Linked DNA regions of Mus musculus: regions 2, 3, 4, 5, 6 and 7 are each linked to region 1. A link is a contact called in public Hi-C, HiChIP or PLAC-seq and promoter capture Hi-C data. All regions are on one chromosome and are shown on one strand. Each heading gives the region's core, a stretch centred on a gene start, on an enhancer-like site or on the middle of the called end of the contact. The rest is flanking DNA. Distances are from core to core; before and after follow the strand shown.

Region 1 (2,700 bases), core at 24-2,523:
ACTCTCAAAATGGTTAATTTGACAATCTTGTCTACATTTTAATGGAGCATGTTATAGAGAACTTGCAACAAAACAGGGATGATGCAGATTTAATGACCGACAGCTTCTATAAATCGCAGGACTTCATTGCTGCAATTCGGAACATTGTTTCCGAAACAAATGTAACCGGCAGAACTTCCTCTACACGCCATAGAAAGCCCCTGTCCTGGCCCTCTGCCTGTCATTTATTTATTTATTTTTGTCAAGTAGGTAAAAATAGGCGTTGGCCACTTCGTTTTTTCCCCGAATATGTACTCCTCACACAGGCTCCCTTGTGCGGGGGCCGCACCGCTGAGGAGCCAGCGCCTCCGCCACCAGGGACTGGAACCTGCGGTGAGGATTAACGGAACCGCGCGTCACGCCGCATGGAACAGAGCCCGCCCGCACGCCCGTGGGTGCGCACGCGTGTGCCGTCTCCGCCCACGGTCCGGGGCCGCCTCGCAGCCCACGGCAACGCGAGGCCCGTCACGCGTGGCGCTGGCTCCAGGGGAAACCTCACTGGAGTCCCTACCGCCGGAGACACTTGCGGTGTGGGCGCCCACGCCAACTCAGTCCGCCGCCACCTCGCACCCCAAGCGATCCGACGGCCGGGTTTCCCGCCCCGCGAGGTGGGCGCCGCGCCAGAACGGTTCGGTCCCGCTCCTCCGTCCGCAGGCCATCTTCGTCCCGCTCCACCCCCACGCAGGCGCGCTCCAGGCCCGCTTCCCCCCCACCCCCCGCCCCCACGGCGCGCTCTCCGCCAGGTGGGGCGGAGCGACCCTCGGAAGGGGCGTGGTCACAGTCCTCGACGCGCGCACGCGCTCTCAGCCTCTCGGCTACGTGTCTGGACACGTGACGCCCACCCGAGAGTCCCCAGTGAAGCAACAGGACGTTTAAAAAAAAAAAATTTTTTTTTTTTTGAGGGGGTAGCGAGGAAGGTGGACGAAGAGGTTTAAGAAAAAAAAAAAAAACCCAAACTATAGTAACGCGCGCGGACGCGAGGCCCGGGCGGCGGCGAGCGCAGCGCGTCGCGGAGAGTCCCGCCGGGATTCCTCTCAGCCGCCGCACCCGACCGCGCCCGCCGCCTCAGCAACAGCGCGCCGACGAGCCAGCGCCGCCGCCCGCGTCCCCCTCAGCCGCGACCCCGGCCCCGCGCGGGCGGCCACCGGCGCGCGTCCTCCCCGCCGCGGCCCGGCCCTGCGCCGGCCGTCCCGCCCGAGCGGCCAGGGGCGGCGGCGCCGCCTGAACTGAGGCGAACTCCGCCGCCAAGTGAGTGAGGAGGAGGAGAGCCGCGGAGGAAGAGGAGGAGCGCAGTCGGAGCGCGGCGGCGGCGGCGGCGGCGGTAACGCGGAGCGCCGCGGCGGACAGCACCGCAGACTCGCGAGCTCCGGCGCAGGCGGCGCGACCGGCCGACGAGCGGCCCCCCGGCTCCTCGCGGCGCAGCGGCCCCGCGCCGCGCTCGGCCCGAGACCCGCCTCTGCCGCCGGCCTCGCGAGGGGAGCCGCGCCGGGCGGCCGAGGAGCGGCGGCCGCGGCGCGTCGGGCCGGGCGAAAGTGCCTGCGGGGGGCGGGCGGGCGCGCGGAGCCGGCCGCCCCGGGGCTCGGCGCGGGAGCCGGAGCGGGAGCCGGCGCGGAGCGGGACGCCGCGTCCCGAGCGGCCGGCGGCCGGAGCTCGCCCCCGCCCCTCCCTCCTCTCCTCCGGCGGCGGCGGCGGCGGGCGGAGTGAGCTGCGGAGCCTGGAATATGGTCGGGGAAATGGAAACGAAGGAGAAGCCGAAGCCCACCCCAGATTATTTGATGCAGCTGATGAACGACAAGAAGCTCATGAGCAGCCTGCCCAACTTCTGCGGGATCTTCAACCACCTCGAGCGGCTGCTGGACGAAGGTGAGGCGCCCGGCCCCGGCGCGGCGGCCCGGGATGGCGGGGCGGCGGGAAGGTCAGGCGGGCGGGCGGGCGGGCGCACAAAGGCGGCGCGGGCGGCTCGCGGCCCGGCCGGGGCCGGGCCAGGCCCGAGGGCGGACCCGGGAGCGCGCGGGGCTGCGGGGCTGCGGCCGGCTCCCGACGGCGCGGCGGCTAGGCTCCCCGCCATCCCGGCCATCTCGGCCGGCCCGGCGGGGCCACGCGATTCCCCGAGCTCCGCCTCGCCTGGCCCGCGGAGCCCCGGCTTAGCGGGCTCTTTTCGGTAGAGTTGCGTGGCCCGCAGTACCCGATCGGACCCCGAGATGTCCAGGAATCACGTAGGGTACCGAAGAAAAGTAGTGCTTATGTGGCCGAAGGCGAGGACGAAATGACAGAGTAGAACACTTTTTGTCCTTTTGTTTGGGGAAGCGAGAACTGTTTGGGAGTTTAACTTCACTTTTTTTTTTTTCTTTAGTCTGTGGTGGTGGTGGTGGGGGAGGAGTACGAAATACCGCGAGGACAGACCTGAACGGAATCCGAGTTTGGAAGAACTGGGGCGGAGGGTTCGCTCCCGGCGTAGCCGCCTGCGTTTGCAGGGCGGGGAGCTGGAAGTTTGAAAGGACGGGGATAAAATAGAGCAGAAGTTTGCACAAGCCGAGTTAGGAGCGCTGTGGGGAGCGAAGACTGACTGGAGATTAATGCTGGTCAGCTCTGGAATTCCTTTAGGAACTACTCATAGCAGCGACCTGGAGTGTTAGTTCCCAGTAGCTGTAGGTTTCTGTG
Region 2 (2,700 bases), core at 29-2,528, 1.6 Mb before region 1:
GACTAGGTTCTCATTCCTGTTTATGGCAGGAATCTATTTCTCAAGACTGGGCTCTGCCCCACGTAACTCCCTCATCCAGGAAGTGACAATCACGTTTTTGTTTCAGAAAGTTGTAATCATCAATGACCTTGCAACCATACCTTTTTCTCAAAGGTTGTTATGACTGCCTTGTTATGGCCACCTTGCTAAGGTCTGCTTCTCTAAGCCTGCCTATTTTCTCTGCCAAGCCCCACACTTGGGAACTCCCTACCTCTTTGCTGTACAAATGTCTTCCTCACATACAATGTTGATCTCTTGAACCATATTTTTAGGGAGAGACAGCCCGTGTATGTGAATAAAAAAAGGCTTGCTTTAATTAACTGTTTGATTTAATTAATTTGGCATGGTGATTTGGGTCGGTGGTCTTTCTCTTTGCATCTTTGAGAGTTACAAGAAGAGTACATGAAATTAAGTTTGACAGCAAATTTAGAGATGTATAGGAGGACCATGAGGCCATTAAAGCCAGAAGAACGTGTTGACAGAGAGGAAATGACTGGCCACACTGGACAGTGAAGAGAAACGAGGGTGTCTGAAACGGATACAGATCCTAGGAAGTGAACAGGCTGCTGGCTAACTCTGCCTAAATTTTACTCATTGTAAAGGCATACCTCAGGGAAGGGGAGCTGGGAGAGGAAAAAGGAACTCGGGTTGCGGGGTGGAGAGAGGGGTGTCTTCAGAATTCTCCCAACACTGTTCAAAGGGGCCTGGGAAATAAGCCTGCCTGAGTGCACTCCTGCCTCACTCGTCATTTTATCTCCCTCCCACTCCGTCATTTTATCTCCCTCCCACTCCCCTTTCTTCCTTGTCTTAACGGGACTTATATTATTGACAAGTTCTGTATTTTAGTCTCCTTGCCGTAAAGTCACAGTCTTCATGCCGGCAAAAGTCAGAGCAGTACCACTGTCATGATTTTCCTTTCAAATGAGCTATATAATAATGATTATAATAATAATTCAATTTATTATTCCCGGAGACTTTTTTTAATTTTAATTTTTTTTTTTTAAATTAACCTCCTAGAGATCAAATTCATGAATTATTGATGCAGAGATTTCTAGATAGTTATTACTATGACATTCCCGGTAAATTTCCTCCTTGCGTTGTCAAGGCTTGGCTTAGCGGCTGAGAGAAGGCAAGCCTTTACAAACCAACCATCCCGGAAAGGAAAGAGCTTTCCCTCCGCTCCGCTCCGCGGGAGCTCCCAGCTGATTATGCGAGCATGGAGCTCTGGATTCATTTGCCTTCCAATGGCTCCTGCCACGCTGCTTCCAATTACTTTTAACCGGGCGTCCAATTCCCTTGTAGCTGCTGGGTTCTGCTTGTCCATCTGTCCCTGCAGGGGCTTGAAGCCCCAGAAAGAAGGTAGCAGTTAGAACATTTCAACCTAATGTACAATCCAGAGGACTGCAGGCCAGCCATTACAATACAATGACACGGGACTTCACCTCCTCTCGGTGAGCTGGAGAACCGAAGAGCAGCTGACAGAAATAAGGCCGGTGCGCACGAAGGGAAGGAGACCTGGCTCCTGCGCGGGCCACTTCCTTTTGTGAGCCACCTACTACTCAGGTTCCGAGGTAGATAGAGTCTGTAGGCTTCTGCTAGAAACCAGTGTGCTCAGGTCACGGAGGCGTGAGCTGATTTCTTTAGAATACTTTAAGTTATTTTTTCTTCTCCTCTTAGAAAGTCTTATATGCCACTGTCAGCAGAGCTGTTCCTAAGGACCCGTGTGTATTTATTTCCCCAAAGCTTTCTCTGTTGCTCCACGGCAGGATGCAATGGAGTACACTTTAGGCTGGCTCTAGAAAGAAGTTTCTAGTATTCTTAGGGGAGAAGGTAGGGGGTACAGATGGATTTCAGAGAAGCAATTTATTAGATTTATTAGTGATTACTTGATACAAATAAATCTCCCCCCCCCCCGTGTGTGTGCGCGCGTGTGCGCACATCTTGTGGTGATAGGACATTAAATAAAGGCATGTACCTCAGAGCTGACCATCTAGAACTTAAAGACACAGCTCTTTCTCATTTCCTTACGTCACTCTGTGTGGTTCAGGTTACTCCACCCCTCCGCCCCCCAAAGCCACCTTTCCCTTAAAATTACTGGGAGGATTAAGTGAGATGGAACTTAGCACAAGATCTGTCATATAGTAAACATTTAACCAACAGCAGCTGTCACACATCTGTGCTGCTGAGAAGTGAATTAAATATTGCTATGTAAGGGAAGCCACTTTAGAGATCCACATAAGTGACAGTCCTGTCCTACTCTGTGTCCTTGCCAGTGAAGTCAAGTCAGAGCAGGTGCGCCTGACAAACTGATGGAGCAACGCTAGGCTGCATAATGGGGAATATGTCCAAAGTCGTGGCCTTAAAGTGACAGGCTTAAATGGGTAGAGGCTAAGTACCAATCTTTTTAGACTCAAACACAAACTGAGTGCGGGAAGTTCCACAGGCTTCGGCTAGTGACAAGCCCACGCTGCTTCCGCTGCTGACTGAACCTGTAAATGCTACGAGGCACCAGCCTGTTGCTTTCGGGTCCACACTCGTGAGAGCTGGAAGTTACTATTGTCCTCTGGGTATTGTGTTTAGGGAGGGGTTTATCTTCTTAATTACGTTACAAGGAGATCCAACTTTAGTGGGTTCTGTTCTTAGTGCCATCTCCTGCACGGT
Region 3 (2,700 bases), core at 118-2,617, 1.5 Mb before region 1:
GCCACATTGCATTCCTAGCAGGCTCCAAAGAAAAGTAACATTTTATTTGGTTTCCACCTGGCTGAATTAACTTTCAGTCTGCACTTGTACTGTAATCCTGCCCCTCATTTCCTCACCTCAGCCCCAAGAACCCATGTTGCACGGTCCTCGGTTTGCAAAATGTACCCTCACCCCCACCGCCATGTCCCTATATAGTTCAAATTGACTGCCTCCTGAGTGCTGGGATTTGATGCCCAGAGCACCAGGCCTGGCCTGCTCTGTACTCCTGTATTCCAGATTTCTCTTGTTATACACATTGCAGAGGTTAAAGTGTTTGGAGTCAAGCAGAGGACATTCCAGTGTTGCAATGGTACCTGCACTGTTCTTCAGCAGAACAAAATAGGCGCAAATATAACGCGCAATACAGCTGCTCCCTGCCCTGTGTGACTGCTCAGCACCCAGAATGGGGCTACTGTAAGGAACTGAACTGTTGGTTGTATTGAGTTTGGATGTAAGAAACAGCATATGTGCATGTTGAGCATCATGACCCTAGAGAGAGGTCAGAGCATCATCAAAGTAAAACCATAAATTCAGTAGTCTCTTCAGTGAGTGTATTCTGCACTGCTCTGTGCTCTCTGTTAGCTCATAGAGCGAGACCAGGGGTCTTTGGTCAGTTTGTGACTATGATGACTCCTCCCTAACACAGAGAGTTGGGGGCTTAACATTTTGAAAGGATAAAATTAGTTCATACTTGTGTTAGCCTTTTGATGCTGTGATGAAATGCATGATAAAGAAATGTACAACGGAAGAACAGTTTTTTTGTTTGTTTGGTTGTTGTTTGTTTGTTTAGGCTGACTGTGTTGGTGCTTTCCATCCATAGTCGCGTGACTATGTCGTACATCACTCCTGTGTGCTGAGTGGAGAAAAGCAGCTCACATCAGAGGGAAGAGGGTTGCCTAGGAACAAGCTATTATTCTCAAAGAGATAGCTCAAGGAACTTTCTTCCAGCTACTAGTCTCTACTTCCAATGCCCCCGTTTGACTATGACGTGGTTCCTTCCCTGCCACCCATCCTGCCCAGCTACCCCATCACCCTCGACAGCAACCCTAGCTGGGGACCATGCACAGGAGCATCTCAGAAGATAGTTCATATCCAAACAGACTAGTACTTCCCTTTATTTAAACAAAAACTGACTAGAGACAAGTAGGACGGCCAGATCTGTGCTGGATTGTAAAGCACACACTTCAAATTGCAGAACTATCTTTCGAGGAACATTTGTCAATTGACAAACACTTTGCAGAGAAACGGTATGCAGGAGCTTGCTTGTACATTTGTGAACGGCTTCTTTAATTAAAATAAATACTCTCCAAAGCTTTCTATCTTTGCACTCCAAGCTGTCTCACAGGCAGAAAGTCTAGCAAGACTTATTTCCAATCTGCAAATGAGCCAGTCTTGGAGTTGAAATTAGATTTTTGGACACATGTCAAATAAACAAGGAATGCATATTTTTTTGACATTTCCTAGCATTGATTTTTCTTTCATAAATGCTTTTTGATGAGAAACGCTTTATAGATTAAAAATTAACATATCAACCTTGGCATGGTTCTACCCGAGGCATGTTTGTAGGTTCAGTATGGCAGAGCCTAGAGCTTTTGTGTTCAATGGCATCTATTTAGTCATCCTGATGAATGCTCATCTTGTCTGGTGTCTCCTTGCATACATCATGGTGCGAGCCACATCCAAGTGGAGTCTAGATTTTAACTCCAGTTCTTTTTGAAAGAACCAACTCATTATAGCTGACAAAAAATATTTCATTATAATTTATGTATTTTCGTAAAAATAAACCAAGATCTCCTTAAAGAGCAGCAAAGGAAGCCAGGCATGGTGGCACACGCCAATGGTTCTGGAGAGGGCTTCCTTGGCTACCTATTGAGTTTAAGGCTAGCCTGGGGTACAGAAGAGCCTGCTGCACAATCCAAGCTGAAAACCAACCTCAGGAAGAACACAGAGAACCACCCCCCTCGCCCTCACATCAGCGAATGCCTGTTGCCTTTTCATTTCTAAATTCAGCGTATGGATAAAGGGCTCTGTGTCCTACCAGCTATTTTGAGTTTTAATTCAATCATAACTTAAATCTTTGCATCTTCACTGACTCCTCCCCTACACAAAGACTGAAGGTAAGGGTCAGACTCTCACTTCACTAAAATCCCCAATAAGATCAAAGTCACCGTACTTTTTTTTTTCCGCCCCCATGCAGCATGACCATACTCTGCCTGTGTCTGTGAATCTAGGTTTAATGCTGGGTTGACAACTTAGAGCTTGCGAGACTTTAAGACCCGTTCTGAGGAATGCAGTGCAGAGTAACAGCTTTGCCTTACAGGACTCAGGAGGGGCCTGTGTTGATGAGGGACTGAGGCACATGCCACAGTGTTGCCCTTTGACCCAGCTCCCTGCTACGCAGGCACTATCTGTTAAAGAAAGGGGGACAGTTGAGGGCCTAAAGAAATGCCTTCTCATTTCCTTAGCAAAATACAGAGGAAGAGTATTTAGAGGAGGAGTGATGGCTCAGTGGTTAACAGTCTTCCAGAGGACCCGGGTTCAATTCCCACTACCCACGGGATGGAGACAGTTGTCTGTAGCTCCAGTTCTCGGGGATTCCACACCCTCATCCAGACATACGTGCAGGTGAAACCCCAATGCACGTGAAATAAAAACACATTT
Region 4 (2,700 bases), core at 123-2,622, 1.1 Mb after region 1:
GGTCATGATTTTTTTCCTAAGATGCATCTGACTCCAAGTTTGCTTGTTTTCCCATGTAATTAATCCTGTGTGCCTGTAAATCATTATTCTTCAAAACTCCCCCCTCTCAATAATGCCATTCCTTTGACCTATACAAAATTTGGGGTCTGACATAAAAATTATCAGACCTTAGGCAAAAGTCACCTTACCTAGACACCGTTCACAACATATTCTTAGCAGAGCCTAGGACTTACATGCCCCAGTTGTTACGACCACAGACACAGATAGAATTCACCATGTGATGAAGACAGACTCCTACAGTCTCTCCTGATCCATCACTACTCCTCAGCTACATAACTTACTGCTGTGTATCACGAAGAAAGCTAGGGCTGTCAGGGGCATCCCACATCTCATTGGCTTGAAGCAAGAGGGCATTACCATCAGTTGGAGGAAACAGATATAAAATTGGGGTCTCTACAGGACCACTTACCCCTCAGGAGACTTGGGCATCAACTCTCCCTTGCCTTGTCCAGCTTTGAGAGGCTTTAGCATGGTGTGTTTGGGGCCTCTTTCCACCTTCAAGCACCGTCAGTGGAAAACTGAGGTTCTCTCTCAACCCTTTCCACATAAGGACCTTCGCCGTTACAACGGTCCATACAGAGAGGGCATCTTCTTGTCCAGGATGAGTCTATTAAGATGCCAGTTCTATTTGCAGCCTCCACTGCCTTTTTCAATACAATAGATTCAAGGGGCAGAGATTTTTGGGTGGGTATGGGAGACAGCTGTTTCTGCCCACCATACCCTTTTCTGTGCCGGATTGAGGGTTCATTGCCACAAAAGCTGTCCTGACTTCCCTGATCAGTAACTTCCCATCAGCCATATCAAGCTTTGGGGAAAATAAGTTCCATCTTATGCCCTAAAAGATGGCAAGTTTCCAGTGACATAATTTGGCTTTCTTCTGTGTTCTTAAGATGGAGTCTCATGGATCTAAGCATGTTCCATAGCACCTGGCTTATGCACCTCTGGAGATAAAACACAAAGTTTGACACTAAGCAGTCTCACACTAAGCTGACTAATCCCAAGCCAGCGTCCCCCTTCCTATCAGAACTGTTTACTTCAAGAGGGAGAGCCATGCCTGCCAAAGCATGTCCATGTGAGCCCTGGATGGCCCAGGACCCAAGTCAGGCAGGTGCTCGTGCTTAGTGTTTCAGCTGAGACTTCCAGCAACATTTATCAGTGTTCTGCTCTTGCTGGGTTCCTGCAGATGTCCTTGGTGTCTTCCTGGGGTCCCTGCTCTGCTAGCTTCTGGGTCCTCACTCCCACGCCATAGCTGTTATATTTCTTCCCAAAGCTTCTATCAGAACAAATGTGTCAGCATTCGTAACAGATGGTTGCTTTCAGTTGGTGAACAAGGATCCTTAATATATCACAGAGGCTCTTGCTGGGAGCATATCTGAGAGGCGGGCAGGCTGCTCCCAGAAACACAGGCAAAACAGAAGCCACTGCTACCCATGGGGCTACGGGACAGAGCCAAGTGACGACTATAAGACCACCTGGACCACTCTGATTCCTTAGCTGAATGGAACCCAAGAAATGGGAGGGGGCCAAGAATCTATGCCACATCAAGGCTTAGGTTAAATGTCAAACCATCTATTATAATAAAAGTCACAGCTAAATGACAGCCCCACCACTCAGGCTTCCAATGTGTTTGTCTTGCAGGTACACGCCTGAACCCTCTAGAAGGGATTATCTTTTAAAGTTTAGGGAAAGAATCTCAGAGAATGTTCTTTGAGGGTGGTAGGACACACAAGGGATTGTTTCTGTGCTTTACCAGTAAGCAGAAAGCTATGAGACCAAGGTGGCCATTTGAAGCACGGCACAAATTAGCCAGTGTTCTCAAATGGTCATTGGTCTAAAAACATTTTAGGTGAATTTCACATAGTGGGCTTAGCCAGAAATATAATTAGCAAAGGTTTTAGGAAGCATTCACTCTGCTTGATTCGTTTACCAAAAGCCATTCATAACTTCAGAAAATTATACCAGCAGCCACACCCCTCATGGTACATGTCAAACCCGGCTTAGCAACCACAGACCCTGAATCAGTTGGCATTTGTAACTTTAATAAGTTTGTGTCGTTAATAGGCACAACCATCCTTATTCATCAGCTTCAAACTGTCAGTCCTGAAAAAGCATGTGGACTGCAATTAAAGTTCGTTCACTTATAAATATAATTGGTGGCAAGCACATAACTAATCATAATTTATTATAATAGAGTTTGCTGTTTGTTTGAATATATGTGCCCTCATTTCTTTATGCATTAAAAAGCATTTTTTTATAAATTACTTTCTTTTAAATTCTCACTTACTTAAAAGGAACATCTTTTTTAACTTCTACAGAAATATGGTTATATTATCCATGCATTTTTGTAGACCATTGGAAGTATTTTAAAAGTGAAGCCATGAGCAAGAGACAAAAAATAAAACAGTAGGCAGGAAATTTAGTGATGGGTGGGTGGCTCTCTCTCTGATATTTTCCCTTGCTACCACTTCAGGTTTACTTATCATTACTTCAGTGCCACCTCTAAATTGTGCTACTGAATTCCCCAGGGCAACACTCAGTGCCACCTCTAAATTGTGCTACTGAATTCCCCAGGGCAACACTGGATCAATCCAGTCTCTTGCATATTACACTTCCAGAAGTATCTTGGTTATTCTTGGCCCT
Region 5 (2,725 bases), core at 164-2,663, 1.3 Mb before region 1:
CGAAGCCTTTTTCATTGAATTCTTCCTGAGCCTGGTGACCTCCGAGTCTGGATTCTGTGCACACGCAGACTAGCTGTGGGAGTTTTCATTATAACTCACAGAGAAGGTGGGCGGCTTGCAATGCCTGTAGGTTTAAGCTGCCCACAGAGGCATTTCCAGTTGTCTTAAACACTCCATACATGGCACACAGCGTGCGTGCGCACACACACACACACACACGCACGCACACACACACACACACACACACACACACACACACAGGGGTGAGGGCGGGCGCTGGGGAGGGAGAGATGCTTGCTAGCATTTGCCATTCTTGCTGGCTTTAGCCACTGAGACAACAGGCTCTAGACAGCGCTCCTACAATCGGCTTCAGGATGGATTTAGATCATCACTCTTCAAATTCTGTCGGGAGCACCAAGGGCTCTCTCCTGCCCTCCTCTTCCTGTCTCTCCACCTCTTCCTCCCATGACTCCCTCACCCCCTCTCTCTAACTCCCCACCATGTTCCAGGAATCTCATATTCACCTGTAGCACACACAGGCTCCTGATGCCAGTGATGTGAGTTCCCTAACCTGTTTTCAGCCCTGATGCAAGGGAGTTTCCATATATGATTGGGTTGAAACTGTCAGCCGAGTGGCCTGGATTGAGTCTGGCCTCGTACATGCAATCAGTGTACAGTTTTGTCATCTCATGCTCAGTGAAGTGTGAATGAGAACACAGTGAGCTTGCACGAACAAGAACGGAGGTAACATAGGTTCCCTTTGATAAACAGGTACTTTCAACCTTCAGCGTTTTCTCTGAGTTGTGAAGGATATGTGGTTTCAAGTCTCTGAGTGAGGGCTTTCTTCCCTCTGAAATAAACATTATGATCAGCTAAGATACCTGGGAGGAAAAAAATGTGGGAAGGAAGACTTCCCATCCACTTGTAAGCTCCTCTGGCCACTCCCTCCCCCGTCACATCCCTATGTCTGGGAGAGCTGTTCGGTTCCTAGCTTCTCAGGCTTTTCTGCTCCCAAGCTTCCATAGAGAGTGAAGCTATGTGAACCCCAGAGTTACTGATGCCACATCTGTGAATCGGGTGAGCCCATTCAACTGTGGATCTGGCTCGCCTTCCTCCAATGCAGTTCTCGCCCGCACCCCTGTGACAGTCAATGGCTCACACTATTAACTCATTCCTGCTCCCCCTCAGCCGTGCTTCTAGACAAATCGGGGCATGGGGGTAGGGGGTGGGTGTGGCACAGGGCAGCCAATTTGTTGGTGACATCCTAAGGGGAAAAAAAATGTGCTGTGGCCAGTCTTTTGTTCCAAGTGATGTCTCCTTCAAACATCCTCCAGCTTTCTGGATAGGCTGATGGAAAATTCCCTGGTCTGCAAGTCTGTGAGCTTTTCCATTCTTCAACTCAGAAAATGAATAAACAGGAAGAGAAGACAGAAAGAAAATACACCGTTCTGCCCCTAGGTGGGGCCACTGCCCACATGTGCCGCGTGTCGGTGCATTAAAATTCGCTTTTCTTGCAGTGAGGCCAAGTTCAGGTAGCAACGGAGAACTGATAATGTAAAATGAACTTTGAGCTGCTGTAAGAAAGTCTTCAGTCCCACGGACCTCACTCATAGGTCCTAGGACTCCTTGAATTCCCCTATTTGTCTTTTAAAACGTATGTCCTTATTCAAGCATAAACGGCTGGAAACACCCCAGCATCTGTTCTCGAAGGATGGGCTGTGGGCAATAAGAACCTAACAGCAGGGAGATAGTTTACAAAATATTTGGTCAAACAAAGGCGAATGTCAATCTGTCTGTCTGGGGGATAGGTGTGAGGATCCCAGAGCCACTAGCTGCAGCAATTTTGATTAAAGGAAGTATAGGAATAACTGCTCATACAGCTTTCAGCCTGTGAGTTCGACCTATAGTCTGTGGGGGCACATGAACCCCAGGATACCTATGAATGTAGCCTGGTACAGAATTACAAACTTCCTTAACACATTAGAGGGAGAGACTCTATTTTCTTACTGTCTTCGTGAATTGATTGTGTGGTTACAAGATGGAGGGTACATTTGATTGGGGTTGGGAGAAAGGAAGGCATGGCGGACAGGGTAGCTTGATGTTGGTGGCTGAGATGCCTCATCTCTGGAATGGGAAACAGAGAAAGTAGGATGTGCTACAGGCTTCTTCCTCTTTCCTTTCACTCTTTTTATTCACTCATGGGCTTTGCCCATAGAAAGGCTTTTCACTTCACTTTGCTATCACAGACACACCCAAGGTATGCTTCATTGATTCCCTGAGTGGTGTTTCTTAGTCCAACCGAGTGAACAAAGTCAACCTAACATACCAGGATATTAAGAAATTTGTTCAGGGCTGGAGAGATGGCTCAGGGATTAAGAGAACTTTCTGTTCTTGCAGAGGACCTGATTTCTGCTCCCAGCCTCACAGTTACCTAGAGCTGCAGCTCCTGGGGCATGTCACACCTCTGGCTTCCGTGGGTACCTGCACTGGTAGTCAGGTACAACCCTTTATGGAGACAAAAGGATAAACAGCAGTGTGGAGGGGTGAGAAATGGCAGGAAGCACAGGGAGGAATCTGTTCAATATACAATATATACTTTAAAGTCTGAAACCTTTAGACATGAAAGAAAGAAATTTCTCTGAAATGATCCCATAAACTCTTAACACATGATCAAATTCTAAAACCTCAGCTTTAGCCCTAAAAAAAAAAAAAAAAAAAAAAAAAG
Region 6 (2,700 bases), core at 147-2,646, 1.8 Mb before region 1:
CCTCTCGTGTCTTAGTTTTCTTCTGAAGGTTTGTTTTTTCCTCCCTACGTTGCACCAGAAGGATATCATACCTCTAACTTGGGAGTCTTAATTGTTTTTCTCAAAAGGAACCTTACCCACCCACCCCCGATATACAGAGACACACATGCACACATCCACACTACGTTTCCCTCCTCTTGAGATAACTTTTTCCCCCCAGTAGGAGATGCTGAGTGATAACTTCAGATGAGCAGATCCGTGCCAGGTTTGGAAAGACTAGAGGGTAAACACTGGGTAATCCAGGTGAGAGCACCACAGAACAATACCCTAGAGACCCAGCTGGGTAGTTAGCATTTCTTATGCTAACTGAACTTTGATTTGTGGCTAAATGAAGTTCAGAATAGAGCCAAGACTCGTTTTATACATGTTTAGACTTGTGGGTGAGCCTGAACAGCTGATAACATATTTACCAGTGTGAATTATCAGGTACTTTGCAACACTTTATTTCAATGCAGTATCCTCCTATAAAGAGTTAAATCCCCCTGCCCCTCTTAGTTTGTTCAATATCATGTCTTAAGAAATTAGTTAAGTTTCTAAAAGCTGCCCTTAATACTGGAAAGCTTCAAAAACATAAAAGAACTCCCTTTAAAAATCCCGACATATGATGGAGAACCCAGAAGCTTAAATTTAAGTAAATAAAGCGGTGATTACAAATGCCTGTTTCCTTGACAACTCCCCTCCCCCAGCCCTCCTGCGATAGGGAAAAACCAAAATGAAAACGAGAGGAGGGGGTATCTACAGAGTCACGTTGCGTTCCAGCGAGGCCCAGCCAGGCCAAGCCCAGGAAGGAAATACAAATAAATCAATTTAGATTGGGACTGTATTTTTGTGGAGTATATTTTTGTGGTTGTCATAGAAACACCAGAGACAGAAGAACGTGTTGCACGAAAAGAGAGCCCGTATATGTAACAGGAGCCATCGCTACACCTTCACGGTAGCCAAGAAAATGCTTCCACCCTGGGAGGGCTGCTCGCAGAGCCCCCAGAAAGCTCCTCACAATCTGGCACAAAGCAGTGGTCGCGGAGCCCCGGTGCTCCTCCCTCTGCCCCCACCCCCACCCCCGCATCATTCGCTCCAACCCCACCAGCATCCCGCTCCGAGCCTATCCCTTCCAAAGTACTAGGAAACCAGCCGAGCAGAGGGACCCCTGCCAGAGAAGGGCATCCGATCATCACACGCCACACCCCAGGAGAAGGTGCCTGGTAATCGTACCAACACCACCTACCTCGCTCCGGGCAGTTCTTTGCATTGGTGCTCACAAGCCAGAACTGCGAGGCAGGAGCCTGAGGTTCAGAAACTGCCTCTACTTTAGAGAAGCTGTAAGTCAGCCAACACTGGAAAGAAAAAGCGAGACTCCACCCAAAGGGGTGGACCCTTCGGGAAGGGAAAAAAAGGTGGTCCTCGGCTGACGTCTCTCCCCACCCATGTCACTTCCTTTTAAAGCTACGACTTAGCAGCTACTGGGAGGGAAGCTCGGACCCCGTGTAACATGAGTCACCCTCTCCTTCCAATGAGTGTAAAGAAGTGTCCAGCTCGGCCTCCTGTTGGAGCCAGATGGGGATTGGGATCGAGTAGTCACCCGCGTGGATAACAAAGCCATCCCAGTGGCCTGCCGCCACTCGCCCAGCTCAAGAGCCCTGTTGCATCCCCGTGCAAACAGCCTGAGAAACCTCGGCCTCCTGCCCTGGAAATTGCCCCCCCCCCCACGCCCCAAGTCCCCTGTGCCATTTCGTTTGGGGGTGGGGGTGGGGGGAAAACAGGATGAAAGCTGAAGCCCGCGCACTCTAGTGCCTTGCTCACCTCTCCTGGCCACCACTCCGCCAGCCCGGAAGCCCCTTCCAAGATCACGCCCAGCGTTCCCGAGACTAGGACCAACAGACCTAGGATGCCCGGAGCTCCTGTGGATGGATGCTCTCCTTCCAAAGCTGGGTGCCAGCGGGTGCCAGGACTGCCTACTCATGCTAGTGCGCACAAGCAGGCAACACACACATGCACATGACATTTACACTCTTGTTAAGTTAGCAAGGGTCTGAGCAGATTAACCGAACAGAGTCCTGAAACTTTAAGGGGGCGGGGGGGGGGCGGTGTTGGAAGTGCGCAAAGGCCAGGTCTGTGACATTCCTGGAAAGGTGAATTCAATCTCTGGGTGCCTAAAGTGCCCTTCAAATACGGGCTGTTCAAGACACTGTCGCAGATGTTTACATATTTACAGAAAGAATGCCCCGTGGTCGCTCTACTTTCTAGCGCGAGCAGTACTGAGAAGTTCCTCCTCCAGGCTGCAGAAGCACGGCAAATAGCTTGCCCTGCAGACAGGAGCCAAGAAGAAGGTACTCAAGAAGCAGGAAAAGGGTTTGGACTTTGACATCCTGAAGATCATCTAGAATGTGAGAGGAGCAAAGCCAAATGGAGTGAGGGTGGAGGGCATAAGGAAGAATCCAAACCGAAAGCCCATTTGTGGGGTGTAAAAATTAACTTGAACGGCTAGCAAGGGCTATAAAAGTTGTTAGTAAAGAGTTTCCTATAAGTACTGGAGAGATGAGGTGGCTCCGGGTTTAAGAGTGCTTACCGCTCTTGAATAAGTCAGGGTTCAGTTTCAGGCACCTGGCAGCTCACAATTGCCTTTAACTCTACGGAATCCATCACTCTCTGATGTTGGCCAGG
Region 7 (2,700 bases), core at 175-2,674, 1.3 Mb after region 1:
CCAGTACACCACCTCAGCCCATTTAAGAAAACCTCTCAGGGCATGGCCACAGGGCAACCTCATTTAGACAATTTCTTTTCAGAGCTCCTTTGTGAATTTATTTTGTGTCAGGTTGATAATCAAAATTAACTATCCCCTTGGTGTCTGTGTTGTAGGGTTTTATAGGGGGGATACCTCTCTCCAAGGTACTGACCAACACACACATGCACACCATACATGCAAAAACTAGACCAGCCTCAGAAGGGTCATAAAAGTCCAGGTTCAGGAAGCTCTACAGATACTGGTCTCCAATGTACCTCAGCAGACATGAGCCACATGCTTACTCTAATGACAAGAGACCATGTCTCCCAGCAGATGTCCTGCCAATGGCCTGGCTCTGAGCCTTGTGTGTGTTGAGTGTCTAGCATGCGGGCTGACCTGGCTAAGCACAACTGAGGCTGTTACCAGTTAGCCTCGTCACTCTCAAGGGACATCTGCAGTGTTGTCAGTGTCCCATCAATGTCAATGACCTCCACATCACTGCATGTGGATATGGGGGTTGGCTGTGCACTAGGACAGTAGACTTGCAACCTGTTGCTCTAGCAATATTCCCTGAGTGAACTCTGCCTCTCAATACTGGTGGTGTCACTTAGAGCTAGACTGTTAGGTTGTTAGATTTATTACATGTGAGCTGTTCCCTACTTTTATTATGTGTGGACAATCATCTATGTATTCGAAACAGACACCTGCTTGCCTGCCTGCCTCTCTGACCTGTAAGTCACATACCAAGAGAGCGGTGTGGTACAGGAAGTTTTGCAAAACTCTCAGCTTCAAAACAAAAAGCACTGAACGAGTATGGTGAGCCCCTCCATCCCTTTCCCTCCAAGGTACTTTTACACACACACACTCCATACGCCTTTACACACATCCTATAACACACATACCAAGGTGATAGTTACTTTTGATTATCAGTCTGACACAAAATAGAATCCAGGAAGGAACTCTCAAAAGAAATTGTCTAGATGAAGTTGTCCTGTGGCCATGACCTGAGGGGTTTTCTTAAATGGGCTGAGGTGGGAAGACCCACTCTGTTTCCTGGCGGGGTCCTGGAGCTGAGTGGAGAAATGGTGCGCGTGTGTTCTTTGCTCTCTGTTTCCGGTTGAGGACAGAAGTAGCCAGCTTCCTTAAGCTTCTGAAAGGTCTGAGTCGCTGGGTCCAAGCAAACCCTCCTGATCCAGGAGCTGACTTCCTGCCACCAGAAAGGTTTTTACTTTCAAAACCACTTCTGAGAAACCAGCTTTCCTGGACAAACATCAACCGGGTCAAAACCCACAAAAATAGAGGCAGACCACTTACAGTCAGGTTCCTGATCCTCAGCCATTGCCCCTCTGGTCGGCTCGCTGCCAACGGAAGCTGCAGTTGCCAACGGAAGCTGCAGTTGCCAACGGAAGCTGCAGTTGCCATGGAAACAGTAAATATTCCTAGCCCCTCCCCCTCAGTGTAACTCTGGCGCCCGGCCACAGGGTGGCAGAATAACAGAATAGCCAGGAGTCTGCCACCTTCCCCAGCCAGGTCTGGGAGCCCTGGAGGGATGCTCACTGGTTTTACTTTGCAAAACAAAACTAGGCAAGATTCATTACAGAGCATGGGACAAAAGATAACTGGTGTCCCCAGTGAATGTGCCCCCGCTGCAGTCCTTGGTTCTAGACGCAAGAACCAGAGCACACGGGATGCTAAAGAGGAGGGCTGAGGTGTTTCTGGACACGCGATAGGGTCACCAACTCAGATCCTCGAGTTCAGACAGAAAGGGAAGAACTCTGGTTTGCACAAGGCATGTGCTAGTAAGAGCGGCACCTCCCCTACTTCTGGAAAATGTTAATCTCCCCCCCCCCCCCACCCTACGGCCGAAAAAAAAATTCTTCCAAATCATGGCTTATGTCAGCGTAATCATTCTATCCCTTAGGTGACAAAAATCAGAACGTCAAGGGTCAAATATGTGTCGATTCTTAAGAATATAGTAAAACCCATATTCCCTCCTATTGTTTAGTCGTCTATCAAAGTGATTGAAGGAGAAGTATATTCAATTATTATCACTGCAACGACCTGTCAAAACTAAGGTGGATTTTTGTGGAAGCAAATCCCTGGCTCACTGCCCATGTTGTCCCCACGTGGGGGAGGGGGTGGCTCCTGAAGGCAGAGGAATGGAAGGACCAGACACCTGCGTTCACCCAGGGAAGAGTTTTGAGCAGCAATGGCTAAGTGCTATGGAAAGCCAGGAAGAACAGAGTTGCACCTAGTCCCAGGTGACCTATAACCTTAACCTATGACTCGGGCAGTGAATTCTGACCCTTTCAGCCTGGTTTGATATGAAAGGGAACTAGCAACTTTTCCACAGTGCCAGGCTGGAACCCACTCTTCAGAGGCAAACGAATGCCCTACCACCGAGCCACACACCCTGACCCCTTCCCCGTGAGGCTCAGGGCAGAGATGGTGGTGTTGGAGGAGGTAGAGCACATGTACACACAGTCTACCTCTGTCTTGGGTTTCTATTGCTGTCATAAACACTATCACCAAAAGCAACTTGGGAAGGAGGGTGTTTATTTCAGTTTACTCTGACCTTGAAGGAAATTGGAACTCAAACTGGGCAGAAACCTGGAGGCAGGAGCTGATGATGCAGAAGGCCACAGAGGAGTACTGCTTACTGCCTTGCTTCCTGTGGCT

The links. Promoter capture Hi-C pulls out the DNA fragments that hold promoters and counts their contacts. Hi-C and Micro-C count contacts between places; a contact is called where the count stands out from the background. HiChIP or PLAC-seq counts read pairs in DNA pulled down with a chosen protein or histone mark.
Region 2: a contact with region 1 is called in a promoter capture Hi-C map of hippocampal neurons, with 15 times the contacts expected there. The contact joins the enhancer-like site here to the promoter of Qk in region 1. A contact is called at or near these places in 5 of 39 promoter capture datasets (the HPC-7 cell line, HPC-7-derived erythroid cells, cranial neural crest and 3 more), 5 of 484 Hi-C or Micro-C datasets (cerebellar granule neurons, cerebellum, cerebral cortex and 2 more) and 8 of 115 datasets of contacts at active chromatin or transcription factors (SST interneurons, embryonic forebrain, embryonic hindbrain and 4 more).
Region 3: a contact with region 1 is called in a Hi-C map of cortical neurons, with 3 times the contacts expected there. The contact joins the enhancer-like site here to the promoter of Qk in region 1. A contact is called at or near these places in 3 of 39 promoter capture datasets (the 3T3-L1 cell line, second pharyngeal arch cranial neural crest and stem cell-derived epiblast-like cells), 1 of 484 Hi-C or Micro-C datasets (cortical neurons) and 3 of 115 datasets of contacts at active chromatin or transcription factors (SST interneurons, embryonic forebrain and forebrain).
Region 4: a contact with region 1 is called in a promoter capture Hi-C map of hippocampal neurons, with 11 times the contacts expected there. The contact joins the enhancer-like site here to the promoter of Qk in region 1. A contact is called at or near these places in 4 of 39 promoter capture datasets (the 3T3-L1 cell line, the C10 cell line, hippocampal neurons and 1 more), 2 of 484 Hi-C or Micro-C datasets (cerebellar granule neurons and cerebral cortex) and 6 of 115 datasets of contacts at active chromatin or transcription factors (the NIH/3T3 cell line, acute myeloid leukemia, embryonic forebrain and 3 more).
Region 5: an H3K4me3 HiChIP or PLAC-seq map of forebrain shows a contact between it and region 1, with 17 times the contacts expected there. The contact joins the enhancer-like site here to the promoter of Qk in region 1. A contact is called at or near these places in 9 of 39 promoter capture datasets (the 3T3-L1 cell line, the HPC-7 cell line, HPC-7-derived erythroid cells and 5 more), 20 of 484 Hi-C or Micro-C datasets (adipose-derived mesenchymal stem cells, cardiomyocytes, cerebellar granule neurons and 10 more) and 9 of 115 datasets of contacts at active chromatin or transcription factors (SST interneurons, VIP interneurons, astrocytes and 6 more).
Region 6: a contact with region 1 is called in an H3K27ac HiChIP or PLAC-seq map of extraembryonic endoderm stem cells, with 6 times the contacts expected there. The contact joins the promoter of Agpat4 here to the promoter of Qk in region 1. A contact is called at or near these places in 8 of 39 promoter capture datasets (the 3T3-L1 cell line, 3T3-L1-derived adipocytes, the C10 cell line and 5 more), 1 of 484 Hi-C or Micro-C datasets (B cells) and 7 of 115 datasets of contacts at active chromatin or transcription factors (epiblast stem cells, extraembryonic endoderm stem cells, forebrain and 4 more).
Region 7: a contact with region 1 is called in an H3K27ac HiChIP or PLAC-seq map of acute myeloid leukemia, with 4 times the contacts expected there. The contact joins the promoter of 1700010I14Rik here to the promoter of Qk in region 1. A contact is called at or near these places in 5 of 39 promoter capture datasets (the C10 cell line, the HPC-7 cell line, embryonic stem cells and 2 more), 2 of 484 Hi-C or Micro-C datasets (CD4 T cells and Th1 cells), 5 of 115 datasets of contacts at active chromatin or transcription factors (SST interneurons, acute myeloid leukemia, astrocytes and 2 more) and 1 of 9 other capture datasets (adipose tissue).

Annotation. Positions count from the first base shown.
Region 1 is chr17:10,317,934-10,320,633 of GRCm38.p6, reverse strand. It overlaps Qk (quaking), which reads left to right and starts at 1,273. Exons shown (of 8, transcript NM_001159517.1): 1 at 1,273-1,902. The coding sequence starts at 1,761. It overlaps Gm46608, which reads left to right. Exons shown (of 1, transcript XM_017317774.2): 1 at 1-983. The coding sequence starts at 289. The coding sequence ends at 915. Cahm (colon adenocarcinoma hypermethylated RNA) reads right to left here and starts at 715. Exons shown (of 1, transcript NR_037588.1): 1 at 1-715.
Region 2 is chr17:11,911,814-11,914,513 of GRCm38.p6, reverse strand. The region is part of intron 9 of Prkn (parkin RBR E3 ubiquitin protein ligase); the gene reads right to left. Among named protein-coding and RNA genes, the nearest start is that of D17Ertd648e, 30 kb to the right of the region's middle. Within about 2 kb of position 1,278, at least 35 of the 459 cell types and tissues checked have an H3K27ac peak or open chromatin away from gene starts, as enhancers often do. A contact at or near this core is called in SST interneurons, cerebellar granule neurons, cerebellum and 5 more, where this site is marked.
Region 3 is chr17:11,857,903-11,860,602 of GRCm38.p6, reverse strand. All of the region lies in intron 9 of Prkn (parkin RBR E3 ubiquitin protein ligase), which reads right to left. Among named protein-coding and RNA genes, the nearest start is that of D17Ertd648e, 24 kb to the left of the region's middle. Within about 2 kb of position 1,367, at least 6 of the 459 cell types and tissues checked have an H3K27ac peak or open chromatin away from gene starts, as enhancers often do. A contact at or near this core is called in SST interneurons and cortical neurons, where this site is marked.
Region 4 is chr17:9,233,998-9,236,697 of GRCm38.p6, reverse strand. No RefSeq gene overlaps it. Among named protein-coding and RNA genes, the nearest start is that of 6530411M01Rik, 67 kb to the right of the region's middle. Within about 2 kb of position 1,372, at least 15 of the 459 cell types and tissues checked have an H3K27ac peak or open chromatin away from gene starts, as enhancers often do. A contact at or near this core is called in cerebral cortex and hippocampal neurons, where this site is marked.
Region 5 is chr17:11,610,384-11,613,108 of GRCm38.p6, reverse strand. All of the region lies in intron 6 of Prkn (parkin RBR E3 ubiquitin protein ligase), which reads right to left. Among named protein-coding and RNA genes, the nearest start is that of Gm41525, 53 kb to the left of the region's middle. Within about 2 kb of position 1,413, at least 14 of the 459 cell types and tissues checked have an H3K27ac peak or open chromatin away from gene starts, as enhancers often do. A contact at or near this core is called in SST interneurons, cerebral cortex, cortical neurons and 1 more, where this site is marked.
Region 6 is chr17:12,117,980-12,120,679 of GRCm38.p6, reverse strand. Agpat4 (1-acylglycerol-3-phosphate O-acyltransferase 4 (lysophosphatidic acid acyltransferase, delta)) reads right to left here and starts at 1,396. Exons shown (of 9, transcript NM_026644.2): 1 at 1,265-1,396.
Region 7 is chr17:8,987,057-8,989,756 of GRCm38.p6, reverse strand. It overlaps 1700010I14Rik (RIKEN cDNA 1700010I14 gene), which reads right to left and starts at 1,424. Exons shown (of 10, transcript NM_025851.3): 1 at 1,336-1,424. The coding sequence starts at 1,360.